Linked DNA regions of Ovis aries: region 2 is linked to region 1. The links are chromatin contacts, called in public Hi-C maps. All regions are on one chromosome and are shown on one strand. Each heading gives the region's core, a stretch centred on a gene start, on an enhancer-like site or on the middle of the called end of the contact. The rest is flanking DNA. Distances are from core to core; before and after follow the strand shown. Region 1 overlaps CTTNBP2 (cortactin binding protein 2). Region 2 has its middle 9.6 kb from the start of CFTR.

Region 1 (6,781 bases), core at 3,073-5,572:
CATGAGGTCGTTGCTTATTCCTTAGGCTTCCACAGGGCCTCAAGAGATGGATTTAATCCAAAAACAATATGAAAATACATCAGAGTCTAGAGACTATTTCTTTTAAATACAGAGTTCACGATGCACAGGGACATTCTATGGAAATGACTACATTTTTTTTTCCTTAAACAGGTATCAAAAGTAACACTATATTACAGCTGAATTGTAACAGGAATGCTTCGCTGTCAAACCAAAAGTAAGTTTCCCTTGCAGATTTAACTCATAACAAACAGTACACATTCTCATCATGTGTGTGCTAAGTCACCTCAGTCTGGTCCAACTCATTGCAACCCCATGGACTGTAGCCCGCCAGGCTCCTCTCTCCATCGGATCCTCCAGACAAGAACACTGGGGTGGGTTGCCCTGCCCTCAGGGAATCTTCCAGACCCAGCAATCCAACCCTCACCTCTTATGTCTCCTGCATTGGCGGGTGGGTTCTGTACCACTAGCACCCCCTGGGAAGCATTAGTCTGTGAAACTATTATGCTGTGAATAGAATTTTTTAAAAAGCAGTCGAGGTAATTCAAAGGCTAGTATTAAGCTGAAATCGAATGAATGAAATCTAAAAAAATACAAAGCCTATTTTGCTTTTAGATGGGTGAAAGATTAGAAATATCATTGACTTCAGTTTGTATCAAGTTTGATAATTATTATTAATACAGTTCACAAAGATATGGTAAAATCCTGTATCTGTGAACTTTTAAACAGGCTTTAGAGGACTGATGATTTTAATGATAGAGTTACAGAAACATAACATGACTTACTTTTTTTCCTCATGCTGCTGCTAGGGAATTGTCGATTATGCTTCCAAATTTGTAAACTGAAATAAAGATTTATCATAGAATAAAAATGCTTAGCTAGTTTGTAAATAGGTCCCTAGTCTAGCCACTAAAGGGGGTCAATAAATCTGTCGCACGCTTGTTTGAGCCAGGCCCACTGTTAGATCTGCTGTATTCAACAGCCTAGACAGTATTTGTTATAACCCTATGATGTAGCATAAGGCATTTGATAGAAGGGAACCCAGGAACTGAGGTGTCGAGTCAACCCATGGTCACGTTGCTAATAAAACGTGATAAATTCACCTTTACTCCATTGTCACGCTGCCCCCACACCAGCGTGTTTAGTGTCATCCTTGGGGACAGAGAAGGAAAGGGAAGAGTAAGAAGACTGGAATGTTGTAAGTCAAAGTGGATTTCTTTGTGTAATAAAATTGTATCCTATTGAGAATTCTGACTGGGAGTTACCAAAATCGGACAGGAATGGGTTGTGGTATAAAGTGACATTTATGGATGCCTTTAAAGGATGTTAGAAACTTTTTTGCTCCACAAATCCCCCAGAAAGGTGTGGGGTCTAGGTTTCCATATTGGAAGTTAGATGGTTACTCTGGGTTTGAAAAACTCTTTTCTGAACTCTGTGGTAGGTCTTTAGAGAATGATCTGTCATTGACATTGAATCTGGATCAAAGACTGTCTCTGGGTTCGGATGATGAAGCAGATCTTGTCAAGGAACTTCAGAGCATGTGCTCTAGCAAATCTGAATCTGATATAAGCAAGGTAAGCAGGACACAGCGGGGAGGGCATTGAGTGGCTCCCCCAGCAGCAGACAGACTTCTTTTGGAGCCACATCATAGCTCTTTCCCTGAGAGAAATCCCTTATCAAATAGCATGACTAATGCTCCAAATCAAAACTTCCATTACCTTGCTTAGAAAAGTCCTTCCTTCCAAAAAAAAAAAAAAAAAACCCACTTACACAAGGGAGCTCTATTTAGCACAGCTTCTCTGAAAAACCCAAAGTGAAAGTTGCATGTGTTGTGTTACCACAAATTAAACCAATACCACCTTTTCCTTTCCATAGTCCTACCTTTGGCTGTCACCAACAGTAAGAGCAGGACAGCAGACTTGCATTCTGCAGAGGGGAACAACTTTACTTATAAAATACGAAAAATAAGTGGCCTGTGTAATTTGTTTAAACTGTGAAATTTGAGATCCAAAGATGGAAATCAGTGACCCAAAATCTTGAAGCATTAACAGCATCAAGTTCAACCTGTTTTTGCACTCTGATATCTGCAGCGGTTTTTTACCAGGCTTCCTTGATAAGTGCCTTTTGCTTGAAAGGGAGCAAAAGAGGGTAGTTATAACTTGTGCAGGTTCTACCGCAAAACTCACCTGTTGTATTTGGACAGTCTACTGCTGCTGCTAAGTCGCTTCAGTCGTGTCCGACTCTGTGCGACCCCATAGACGGCAGCCCACCAGGCTCTACCGTCCCTGGGATTCTCCAGGCAAGAACACTGGAGTGGGTTGCCATTTCCTTCTCCAGTGCATTAAAGTGAAAGTGAAGTCGCTCAGTCGTGCCTGACTCTTAGTGACTCCATGGACTGCAGCCTACCAACCAGGCTCCTTCATCCATGGGATTTTCCAGGCAAGAGTACTGGAGTGGGGTGCCATTGCCTTCTCCAGGACAGTCTACTAGGGATAAAGAACTCACTAGCTTATTTAATCTTACTGGAAGTGAGTTGAAATAGTTAACACTGGAAAAATAAGGTTACAATGAAAAATCTTGCAAATGTTAAATCCTTTCATTTTGTGCCAAGTATTTTTTTTTTTTAAATAGGGCTTATCTGGTTGTCTTTTGACTTTAAAAGACCTTTTTTTTTTTCCTTAGAAACTATGTCTCATGCATTTGCTGTTAGTTTCACAGGTAAGCTTAAAGTCCTTATGTGAGCATTTCAGGACCTAAGCTTCTGACAGTAAGACAAGGACCACACGTCTCACTGTGGGTTTTCTGCAGTGACTTTACATCTTACCTTGAGTATGTCACAGTTTACCTGTGAAAACATGACTTGATAAACTGTGTATTTTCCAGATTGCTGATTCCAGGGATGACTTAAGGAGGTTTGATAGTTCAGGAAACAACCCTGTGTTTTCAGCAACTGTTAATAATCCAAGAATGCCAGTGTCACAAAAGGTAAGTGTCCCTTTTCCCTCCAAAATGGGACAAAGAAGGATTGTTGTGAAATTGACTTTACAAATCTTTCAATGTGCATTACAAAGTTACTTTTACACTATAGCAGGGATATAATCAGGATAAAGGTGTAAGTGTTCACTAGGTAATCAATGTTAGAAAAAAGTATTGTTCGGCTAACAGCTTGAAGGAATCACATAGAAAAGCATTACTTTTCCCCCCTTTCTATTTGATGCCAAAAAATTGGATTCCAAAATTTTTACTCTCTCTTCTATTTGTTTTCACTAGTTTATGCCAAACCTAGAATTAATGTAACGCCTCTCTTCTCTGCTGTATTTTAAAATGGAACACTGAATTTCTTTTGAGCACCATTTTCAAAAACGAGTTAATGCTAAGTGATAACAGAAAAACCTACACATACATAAAAATTTCCTCTGATTTACTTGAACTTCCCATACCATGCATGTTTCAGAGACAGAATGTCCTTTGCAAGCAAATCAGAATGTCCAATAGAAGAGCCAAGATGCCCATAGAGTTCCTTACCCTCTTGAAATAACTTTTATGATTGGTTAATAAATGCCAAAAGATGAGGTGGCCCAGTATGGTACTACTGAGTGAATGGAAACAATAAAAATACTTCTTACCCAGTAGTGCTTTCGTGAGGCGGTCCATTTTGTAAGACGTGTTTAATAATGTGCGGTTTGCTCACCAAGCTATGTCCATTGTGGTTCACGTCCCCTCACATGGCAGCTGACACAGACCTGTGGGGAGAGGGAGTGCAAAGAGCAGGATTAAACAGTGAGCATGGTGAGACTATCCCATTATTAATCCCCCTCTGCCAGCCCTGGGCTCCCGTCCCCTGCTTTCTCACAGCTTCAGTAGCTTTCAGTCCTGACTAGTTTCCTGTGAAGCTGTGTGAGCTGTGTATATTGGGGGAAATATTAACAAGGCTGGGGTCTTATATAAAAATATACAACATGACAGTCTACAAAGAAGAGCATGACCTGTCTGGCTTACTCTGTATAGTATTTGTTCCGCTCCGCGATTCCCCCTCCCCCTCCCCCGCCACCCCCAATTAGGAATGGCTTAGAAGCACAGCAAAATAGTTGGGAGCAGATAAGAATGACTGAGGAGGTGACACCTGGGGTCCCTGCTGATAATTCTGGTTCTGGATGGAATACATTTTTGTTCAGGGGCTGTCCCTGAGCTATGGTTCAGAACACATTCCTTGGGCCTGCCTTCTATTTCTTTGCCCACTGAGCATTCTAAGGACTATTCCCTGATGATTGTTTTCTTCGAACCTGCCACCAGAGGGCGAAGTAGTACTCATTTGGCATTTGCCAGATTCCTGAACCCTTCATAGGCTCAGGCCTTTTCTATCCTGATAAAGACAGTGAGCATTTCTTGGTTAGATGCCCAGTTTCTTCTGTTATCAGGAAGTAATTCACTTTAGGAGGAAAAGCTGTCTGTGTTAGCTGAAATCACTTTCTCCTATGTGGTCAGAGAGGGGCCTGTTAAGCAGCATGTCAGCCAGCCTTCTTAAACAGAAAAGCCCATGTTTACATAAATACATATTTAAATCATCCATAGAATATAAAATAATAAATGTTTTCTTCTTATGGAGATGAAAATTCAGTCCCCTAAAGCATAAATTCCCTTTTTGGTTGCATCATGAAAACTATCTGAGGATTTGTTTTTTAATCCCTTGTACCTGGACCACATGCCCTAGAGGTTCTGATGTAACTGGTCTAAGGTACAACCTGGACGTTGGAGTTTTTAAAAGCTTGGTGACTTTCATGTGCAATCAGGGCTTGGACCTGTTCTGTAGCACATACCTTTGATCCATCATTCATATTTTCTACCCGGTTTCTTTCCAAATTATGTCCTTGAACTTCACGTAACTTATGTTTACATATAATTTACTATTTCAGACCATCCACTACACCTCCCCATGTTCACCCTTCCTCCTTTCCCACTTCACCACTCACTTGAGTTCTGCTGATTGGTGAGCACGAAGGGGGACCTCCCCAGGTGAGCTCATGATCAGGGAAACGTGAGTAAAAGGTCTTACTGCAGCGTCATGAGCCGCACTTACCTATCCACCTCTGTTTCCTGATGGGCAGAAAGAGGCCTGGACCAGGTGATCAGAAGGGTTCAGAAGTACTAGAAGAATGCTAGCATGCAGTTTCCAAGAATTAAAGATCTTGAGCTCCCTAATTGCAGACTCATCACCAGGAGACAATTCACTACGGCAGAAGCTCCCTTAGCACAAGGATGGTGCCCTTTTACATTCTCTGCTGTCACCCAAGCACCAAGAACAGTGCTTGTCTGATAAACATTCAGAATATGTGAGTAATAGTCCCGTTAGATCTAAAGGCAGAAAAACTCAGTGACACATTCAAGGTAAAGGTGTTGCACTGTAGAACTGCTTACAAATGGTTGGAACAGTCCAGTTTGATTTCCTCAGGCCTAAGACTTCATACAACTTCTGTTGACGAGGAGACTCCAGACTCAGGCACTAGTGTCACTGACTCCTGTATCTGGCATACCACAAAGGACCTAGTGGAGATCAGACAGTGAGTCTGTAGGACATTAAGTATTCAACTTCTCTCCTCCCCTTTTTTTCCCCCCATGAGAACCTATGTTAAGGGAGAAACTCATACATACTTGTACAGGAACAGAGAGGAGGAAGTTAGTACTGATCACAGAACTTGGGAACAATATCAAATTAAGCTGTTCTGTTTTCCTTTCTTACAGGAGGTCAGTCCTCTCAGCAGCCATCAAATGACCGAACGCAGCAACAGTAAATCAAAGACTGAGTCGGGTGTTTCAAGAGTTAAATCTTTTCTTCCTGTTCCTAGAAGTAAAGTCACCCAGTGTTCCCAGAACACCAAAAGAAGCAGCAGCAGCAGTAATACAAGGCAAATAGAAATAAACAACAACTCAAGAGATTTGGAACCTACGCAAAAATGAACAAGTAGAAAAATCTAACAAATAGGCCTGCCTACAGTATTCTCATTCTTCTGTATATTTCACACAGAAACCAAGGACAACAAGATGTAAATACCTTTAAATGAATCAAATGTTTTCACTGCAATATAAAGGATGAGTGCGGGACCACTATTCAATTTTTTGTAAAGAATGTATTTATAACCAACCTTTTTTTTTTTCAATTCTGTCAAATTGAACTGCAATACCAAGAAGTTATACCCACTTTTCAAGTAGTTTTATAATAGAGAAGTCATAAGAGTTTTACTCAAGATGTTCAGGGGTATTAAAACAACCGTCTGTGTACTGTATATCTATACATATGTACATATGTACATTTAAGAAAGCTATGCATCATTGCATACTACATTAAAAATGTGTACAGCATTGGCTTAGATAACATGTATCATTTTAAAGAGATCATAATTTTATGTTCACTTGATGACAAATGACTAGAATGGGGCAATAACATATCATTTCTAAACAGTTACTTTTCTTAAAAGCCATATTAAGTATTTTGCCTGTTAAACTATAGTTTTCAGTTTCAAAACTTTTAATGGTTGCATCATGTATATTTATGCTTATGAGTTTGCATTATGACTCCTGTAAATATGAACTTATATAATGCAATAAAAGTGTTATCTTTCTTACAAAAGTTTTGTACCTACGTAGATATAAAAAAGAATAACTGTAAATGCTTCAATAAATAAGTTAACTCCCTCTTCTAGTGGCACAATTGATATTTTCTAGACTTTCTTCTCAAATTACTAATTAAATAACTAAAAGTTATATG
Region 2 (6,730 bases), core at 2,235-4,734, 290 kb after region 1:
ATCAATTCATAATTAAAGCCAAGGACACAACATGCGTTCACATGAGTTACTCAGGGACACAACATGAGTTAGGACACAACACAAGTTACTCAAGGGAGGCTGTTCAGCCTGGGAAACTAAAATAGAAGAATTACCAGGTTTAGAGTTTCCTTTCTGTTTCGTTTTAATTTGCCCTATATAGACAGAGTCTATGAGATCTTGTTGTTTAAGACACCATGATAGCTACTTATTGATCCACAAGTTCAATGTGATTGGTGAAACTATGGTGATTAATCTGTATGGTCAAAAGGACAACCAATACCTAGTTCAGTGACTCTGGCTCACTGGCCTCTGTAGCCTGCATCCCTTAGCCTACATCCCTGTATCTCCTAGAGTGACTGGAACCTGCTTACTTCAAAAGCTGTAGAGAGGCAGCACTGATGAAATGATGCAAAACACTTTGGAATTCTTATTGCTCAAAAATTACATTTAGTGATGTATATGAAAATCATCTAAATCCTTTCTGGAATAAAGTGTTGTTGTTATTCGGTCACTCAGCTGTGTCTGACCTCTTTGGGACCCCATGAACTGCAGTATGCCAGGCTTCCCTGTCCTTCACTATCTCCCAGAGTTTATTCAAAATCATGTCCATGGTGTCAATGATGCTATCCAACCATCTCATCTTCTGTTGCTCCCTTCTTCTCCTCCTGCCCTCAGTCTTTCCCAGCATCAGGGTTTTTACAATGAATCAGCTCTTTGCATGAGGTATCTAAAGTATTGGAGCTTCAGCATCAGCATCAGTCCTTCCAATGAATATTCAGGGTTGATTTCCTTTAGGATTGATTGGTTTGATCTCCTGCAATCCAAGAGACTCTCAAGAGTCTTCTTCAGCACCATAATTCAAAAGCATAAAAGTTCTTTGGTGCTCAGCCTTCTTTATGGTACAACTCTCACATTTGTACATAACTCTTGGAAAAACCATAGCTTTGACTATATAGACCTCTGTCGGCAAAGTGATGTCTCTGCCTGTTAACGCAGTCTCTAGGTTTGTCATAACTTTCCTTCTAAGGAGCAAGCATCTTTTTATTTCCCTGGCTACAGGCACTGTCCTCAGTGATTTTGGAGCCCAAGAAAATAAAACCTGTCATTGCTAACACTTCTTCCCCTTTTATTTGCCAAGAAACGATGGGACAAGATGCCATGATCTTAGTTTTCTGAATATTGAGTTTTAAGCCAGCTTTTTCACTCTCCTCTTTCACCCTCATCAAGAGACTCTTTAGTTCCTCTTTTCTTTCTGCCATTAGAGTGGTATCACCTACATGTCCAAGGTTTTTTATATTTCTCCCAGCAATCTTTGTTCCAGCTTGTGGTTCATCCAGTCCAGCATTTTGCAATAAAGTGTATATCATGCTAACTAAAACATATCAAATTGACAAGTATGTATCAGAATTTTCATCTAAACAAATCTGACAGTCACAAAGTTTTACCTAAAGCTAATTGAAATTTTTATAATAACAAATTAAGTTTACCATGATCCTGTTTTTTTTTTCATGATCCTGTTTTACAAGAAAAAGTGTATGCTGTATATACTTACTTGCTGCATAAACAATATGATGCATCTCAGAAAAATCCTATAAAATGGTATATTTTATTTTCACTGTTGTTCCATTCCCCATATGAAGAAATTGAGGTACAGAAGGTTAAAGGCCATGCCCAAATTCAAGAAATAGAGCTAGAATTTGAACAAACCTAGTGATTTGGTTCCAGAGCTTTTAATCGTGGTGCTCTGTGTGTACCTGGATCATACAGAACAATTTTGTTTGTTTAATGGGAGTTATTTTTTATAATTTATCCAGTTGCTTCTCTGTTTAGGTGAAAACTGGGGCTTGTTACAAAGAACCTGTTTCTTCTTTATCTTCATTTCTTCAGAATCTGTTGAGTGGTCTCTTCATTGTAGGATTATAAACTAAGTCGGTATCCATGGAGAGAAAGGAGAGAACAAGATCTTTTCCTTTTTCATTTGAGATTCAGCATAGTTAGAATCTATTTGATGACTCAAGATGACCCCAGTTGAAATGCTCAAATATGGCACAAATGGTCCCAATGGAGAACCAGACACACTATGAGAGGAAAAGTCCAATGTCAATATCTTCTTCTGGGTGGGAGACAGGCCACTTTGCAGCTGAAACTGGAAGGTAGTCTTTTCCTGCTCATCATAGGATGCTGGGCAGGTCTTGGCAACTACTGGAGAAATGTTGGAAATCCAACTGTAATGCCCTATCCGCCAAGACCAAGGAGTGAGCTTCATCTTCTTCTGGGACTTGCCATGACCTGAGCAGAGACCTATTCCGACAGGGTGATGATTGCAGCAGTGCACCAGGATGCATCAGACCCTGTGGGAGGACCTTTTGCTCTAGTAACACAATGTTGTGGTGACTGAGGCTGCTGCAGCAGAAAATAAGTAAGGCATGTGACAGTTTACTGGTCACGTCCTCCATATTCTCCATCTTTCTGTCTTTGGAAACAGAAATGACCCCTTTGGATGACATAAACCCTGGGCTTCTTGGACAGTTGGCGGTGAAGGAAGAGACACGTACCGTAAACTAGAGTGACTTTCTGACTCCATTGCACAAATGATTTTGGAAAGCCTATAGCATTTCAGCTCTATGCCAGGAAGGGGAAAAAGTTGTAGAATTCTCCTGCAACTTTCAAAGGGTTTCAATGGGTTGTTACTTAAACTGACAAAACAAAGCATTAGTTGCCTGGGCCAAGAGTAAATGACCAGTGTCCATGTCTCTCTTTCATTTATTCTGGATTCTGCAAAATCACAGCAATTCCGTAAATCTTCTTCAGCAATCTGTTTTGCCCCTACCCCAGGCCTGTGTTGTTCCCTCATTCCCAGTTTTAGGATATAGTTACAAAGATGCCCTGTCAGGAGCAGCCAAAAAATAATTTCCATCAGGTAATTTTAAACATTTCATCCATAATCAGCTTCCTCTGCCACTAGTTAGTTCATTAGAATTTAATATTCTTAAATAAATCCTGTAAATGTTACGTACCTTATGCAAGTGCCACAGTTATACAGCATTTAATTTTTTGCAGATTAAAAGCAATATTTTTTAAATGTAGAAATGAAAGATAAAATATAATTTCTAAAACTCTAATTTGACTTTTTTTTTTCTTTAAAAGAACCAAAACAAAAAACTCCAACACTAGAAGCCTCCAAAATGGAAGTGTCTCAGTCCTATTTCTCCAGAGGACCCTGCAAACTCTCCACTGCTCACAGAGGCCAGGCAAAGGAAGACCCTGGAGGAGCAGCAGTTCTCACAGCCCTGTCAACACAGTGCTCTCCCCAAACCAGAGCAGGAGCTCCACTCCCCTTGCGCCTGGGCTGAGGGGTACTCCTCCTGTTTCCTGTCAGATGACCTGCATGCCCTCAGCACTACTGAGGAACAGAAACCTTGAACCTTTCTGCACCTGCCTAGTGCTTGGCACTGTGGGAACCCAGCAACTGACAGCTCCCTGGAGGGGAGCCAAGCCTAGTGGAACACCCAGTCCCACGCTGCAGGCTGCTGGCCAGCTCAGAGCCCGCCGCCAGCTGCGATTGCACTGCTATGTTTTTCAAGGCCCAATTTGGTCATGATTCTAATTGTCTTTAGGAATTCTTTTCCTTAACACCTATCGAATAACAAAGCAAATGACTCTTGGAAATTATTTGTCTGTTCCAAAATGGGGTTACATTGTACCCTGCTCACTTTCAAGAAAGTGAAGATTAAAAGAATGATAAAAAACAGACTTAGAGGTCTGGGGAAAAAAAAATGTGAACTGAATAGCGATTTAATCATCTGAATATGTTCTCACACAAATCCAAACAAACCTGACGCTTGTAACAATCTGGATTATTCAAGAAAAATGGAATATTTTTCTGGAATCTCTTTCTATGTTCACTGATAATTAAATTTAAAATATATTTGCATTTTCCTGTGTAATAAACTTTAGATCATCTCACTTTAAAGATTGCTGTCTATCAGAGACCATGGCGTAGGGGTTCAGAGCTTTTCCACTGGGAGCTGAGATTTCCTCATTTGTAAAATGGGGGAAACAAGAGCTTTTATTATACAGGGTTGTAGTAAGAATTAAATGAATCGATACAAGCGAAAAATGTAAAACATTGCCTGACATAAGGTAAACTCAAAATAGTGTGTTTGAGTGTTTCAAATTTTATATCCTTACATAAGTGATTCTCTGAAAGCTGAAGTGGTCCTTCCACGTTTTTTTTTTCCTTTTTTTTTTTTACATGAAAGAATGTAATGGGCATGGGATAGTTCTTTTAATGTACATCTTCTCACCAAGTTTTGTTTTTATTTACTTCCTTCAAAAGTAAGGGAAAATAAAACACAACAATAAGAAAACAACCCAATTTAAAAAGCAAGCCAAATATCTGAACAGATACTGCACCAAAAAAGATATACAGATGGCAAATAAGCATATGAAAAGATGCTCGTCATCATTTGTCATTAGGGAATTGCAAATGGAAACAACCAGGAGATACCGCTGCTCACCTTCTAGTGTGGCTGAAATCCAAAAACCTGACAATACTATATCTTGATGAGGATTGCTGGTGGGAGTGCAAAAGAGTACAGCCACCTTGGAATACAATTTGACAGTTTGTTACAAAGCTAAATACACTCTTACTAGACAACCTAGCAATCACATTTCTAGGTATTTATCCAACTGATTTAAAGACATATTCACACAGAATCTGCATGCAATATGTGTAGTCATTTTATTCATAATAGCCAAAACCTGAAGTAAACAAGGTTTATTTCAGTTGGCAAGTGGATAAACAAATTGTGGTACATCTAAATAATGGAATACTACTCAGAAATTTAAAAAAGAATGAACTATCAAGCCACAACAAGGCATGGATGAATCCTAACTTCAGTGCTAGTGAAAGAAGCCAGTGTGGAAAGTCACACTGTTTTATTTCAATTATATGCATTCTGGAAAAGGTACAACTATATAGAGATATTATGCAGATCACTTGTTGCCAGGAGTTTGGAGGAGAAGAATGTTAAATTACTGAGGCACAAGAAATAATTTTTAAGGTAGTGAAACGATTCATTATAATACTGCAGTGATTAAAAGAATCATTTAGGTGATCAGAATGAGCAGATTTCTAGGATGGAACATAGAATATGACAAAAGAATCTAACTGTGTTACAGATATATGAAACAACCTCACTGAAGGGAATGGGGGGAGGAGAGGTGTGGGGTGTCTAAGTAACTTGGAAGTAGTGGAGTCTAAAACTGAAGGTAAAAGAGTCTATATAAGCCCTCCTCTAGTTGATAAAGTTTATCCCACAGGGATGAATAATTCTTAAACAACTATACGTGTATACTGGAAATGAACAATCAAGTAAATAGATAGTGGATAGTGGAAGTCAGGTTTCTCACTGTTAGAGTGGGAAGCTACAGATAAGCAAGGGGAAGAGATTAGAGTGATCCATGTGGTAATTGATTAGAAAGAGAGACACCAATATTAACTCATTATTAGTTTAATAAAGATATAGATGGTTATATTTAGAATTATTTATAGACATGTCAGGCAAAAAGCAAAGAGGAACTAAACAGACTCTTGATGAAGGTGAAAGAGGAGAGTGAAAAAGCTGACTTAAAACTAAGATCACAGCATTTAGTCCATGGCAAATAGATAGGGAAAAAATGGAACAGTGACAGATTTTATTTTCTTGGGCTCCAAAATCATTGCGAATGGTGACTACAGCCACAAAATTAAAAGACACTTGCTGCTTGGAAGAAAAGCCATGACAAACCTAGACAGCATATTAAAAAGGAGAGACATCACTTTGCTGATAAAGTCTGTATAGTCAAAGCTATGGTTTTTCCAATAGTTATATATGGATGTAAGAGTTAGACCAAAAAGAAAGCAGAGCACTGAAGAACTGAGGCTTTCAAACTGTGGCACTGAAAAAGACTCTTGAGAGTCCCTTGGACAGCAAGGAGATCAAACCAGTCAATCCTAAAGGAAATCAACCCTGAATATTCACTGGAAGGACCGAGGCTGAAGCTGAAGCTCCAATACTTTGGGCACCTCATGCAAAGAGCCAACTTATTGGAAAAGACCCTGATGCTGGGAAAGACTGAGGGCAGGAGGAGAAGGGGGCGACAGAGGATGAGATGATTGGATAACATCACTGACTCAATGGATATGAGTTTGAACCAGCTCCAGGAGACGGTGAAGGATAGGGAAGCCCGGTGTGCTGCAGTTCATGGGGTTGCAAAGAGTCAGACACAACTTGGCGACTGAACAACAACAACATAGACGTCTGCATATACTAGTTAGCATACACATATTTTCTTGCTTTGTCAAATGAGATAGCCTAGAACTATGATACCTTAATAGTAGTCTTATACCCTAACATCCAGATCTTGGTATTAAATGCTATTCCTCAATAAAAGGAACCAGGATTCCTTTTAGGACTGGGGCAGAAAGCATTAAAATGAGCCTGGAAAATCTTGTAGGGCCAGAAAGTAAAGTGCTAAAACAAAACAAAAATAAAATTGGGGGTATTTCAAAGAATATCTAAGAGTCAGGTAAAAGAGCACACTAATGGTCAAAGCTGGAAAAATTTGAGCAATAAAATAATTATAACCTAGTTGAATCATAACCCAAGTATAAAACAAAAATCCACAAGTCCATAGCAGTAGAAATAAATGATTGAATAAATTA

Evidence for each region. A called contact is a pair of places that touch in the nucleus more often than the background predicts.
Region 2: a contact with region 1 is called in a Hi-C map of mixed tissues, with 3 times the contacts expected there. The contact joins two enhancer-like sites. A contact is called at or near these places in 5 of 16 Hi-C or Micro-C datasets (hypothalamus, liver, mixed tissues and 2 more).

What each region holds. Positions count from the first base shown.
Region 1 is chr4:52,154,434-52,161,214 of ARS-UI_Ramb_v3.0, forward strand. It overlaps CTTNBP2 (cortactin binding protein 2), which reads left to right. Exons shown (of 23, transcript NM_001195311.1): 20 at 172-235; 21 at 1,460-1,592; 22 at 2,902-3,003; 23 at 5,758-6,781. The coding sequence ends at 5,973. LOC121819401 (a long non-coding RNA gene) reads right to left here. Exons shown (of 8, transcript XR_009600407.1): 4 at 5,434-5,559; 5 at 3,645-3,761; 6 at 804-859. Among named protein-coding and RNA genes, the nearest start is that of CTTNBP2, 170 kb to the left of the region's middle. Within about 2 kb of position 4,323, at least 8 of the 54 cell types and tissues checked have an H3K27ac peak or open chromatin away from gene starts, as enhancers often do.
Region 2 is chr4:52,443,832-52,450,561 of ARS-UI_Ramb_v3.0, forward strand. No RefSeq gene overlaps it. Among named protein-coding and RNA genes, the nearest start is that of CFTR, 9.6 kb to the left of the region's middle. Within about 2 kb of position 3,485, at least 12 of the 54 cell types and tissues checked have an H3K27ac peak or open chromatin away from gene starts, as enhancers often do.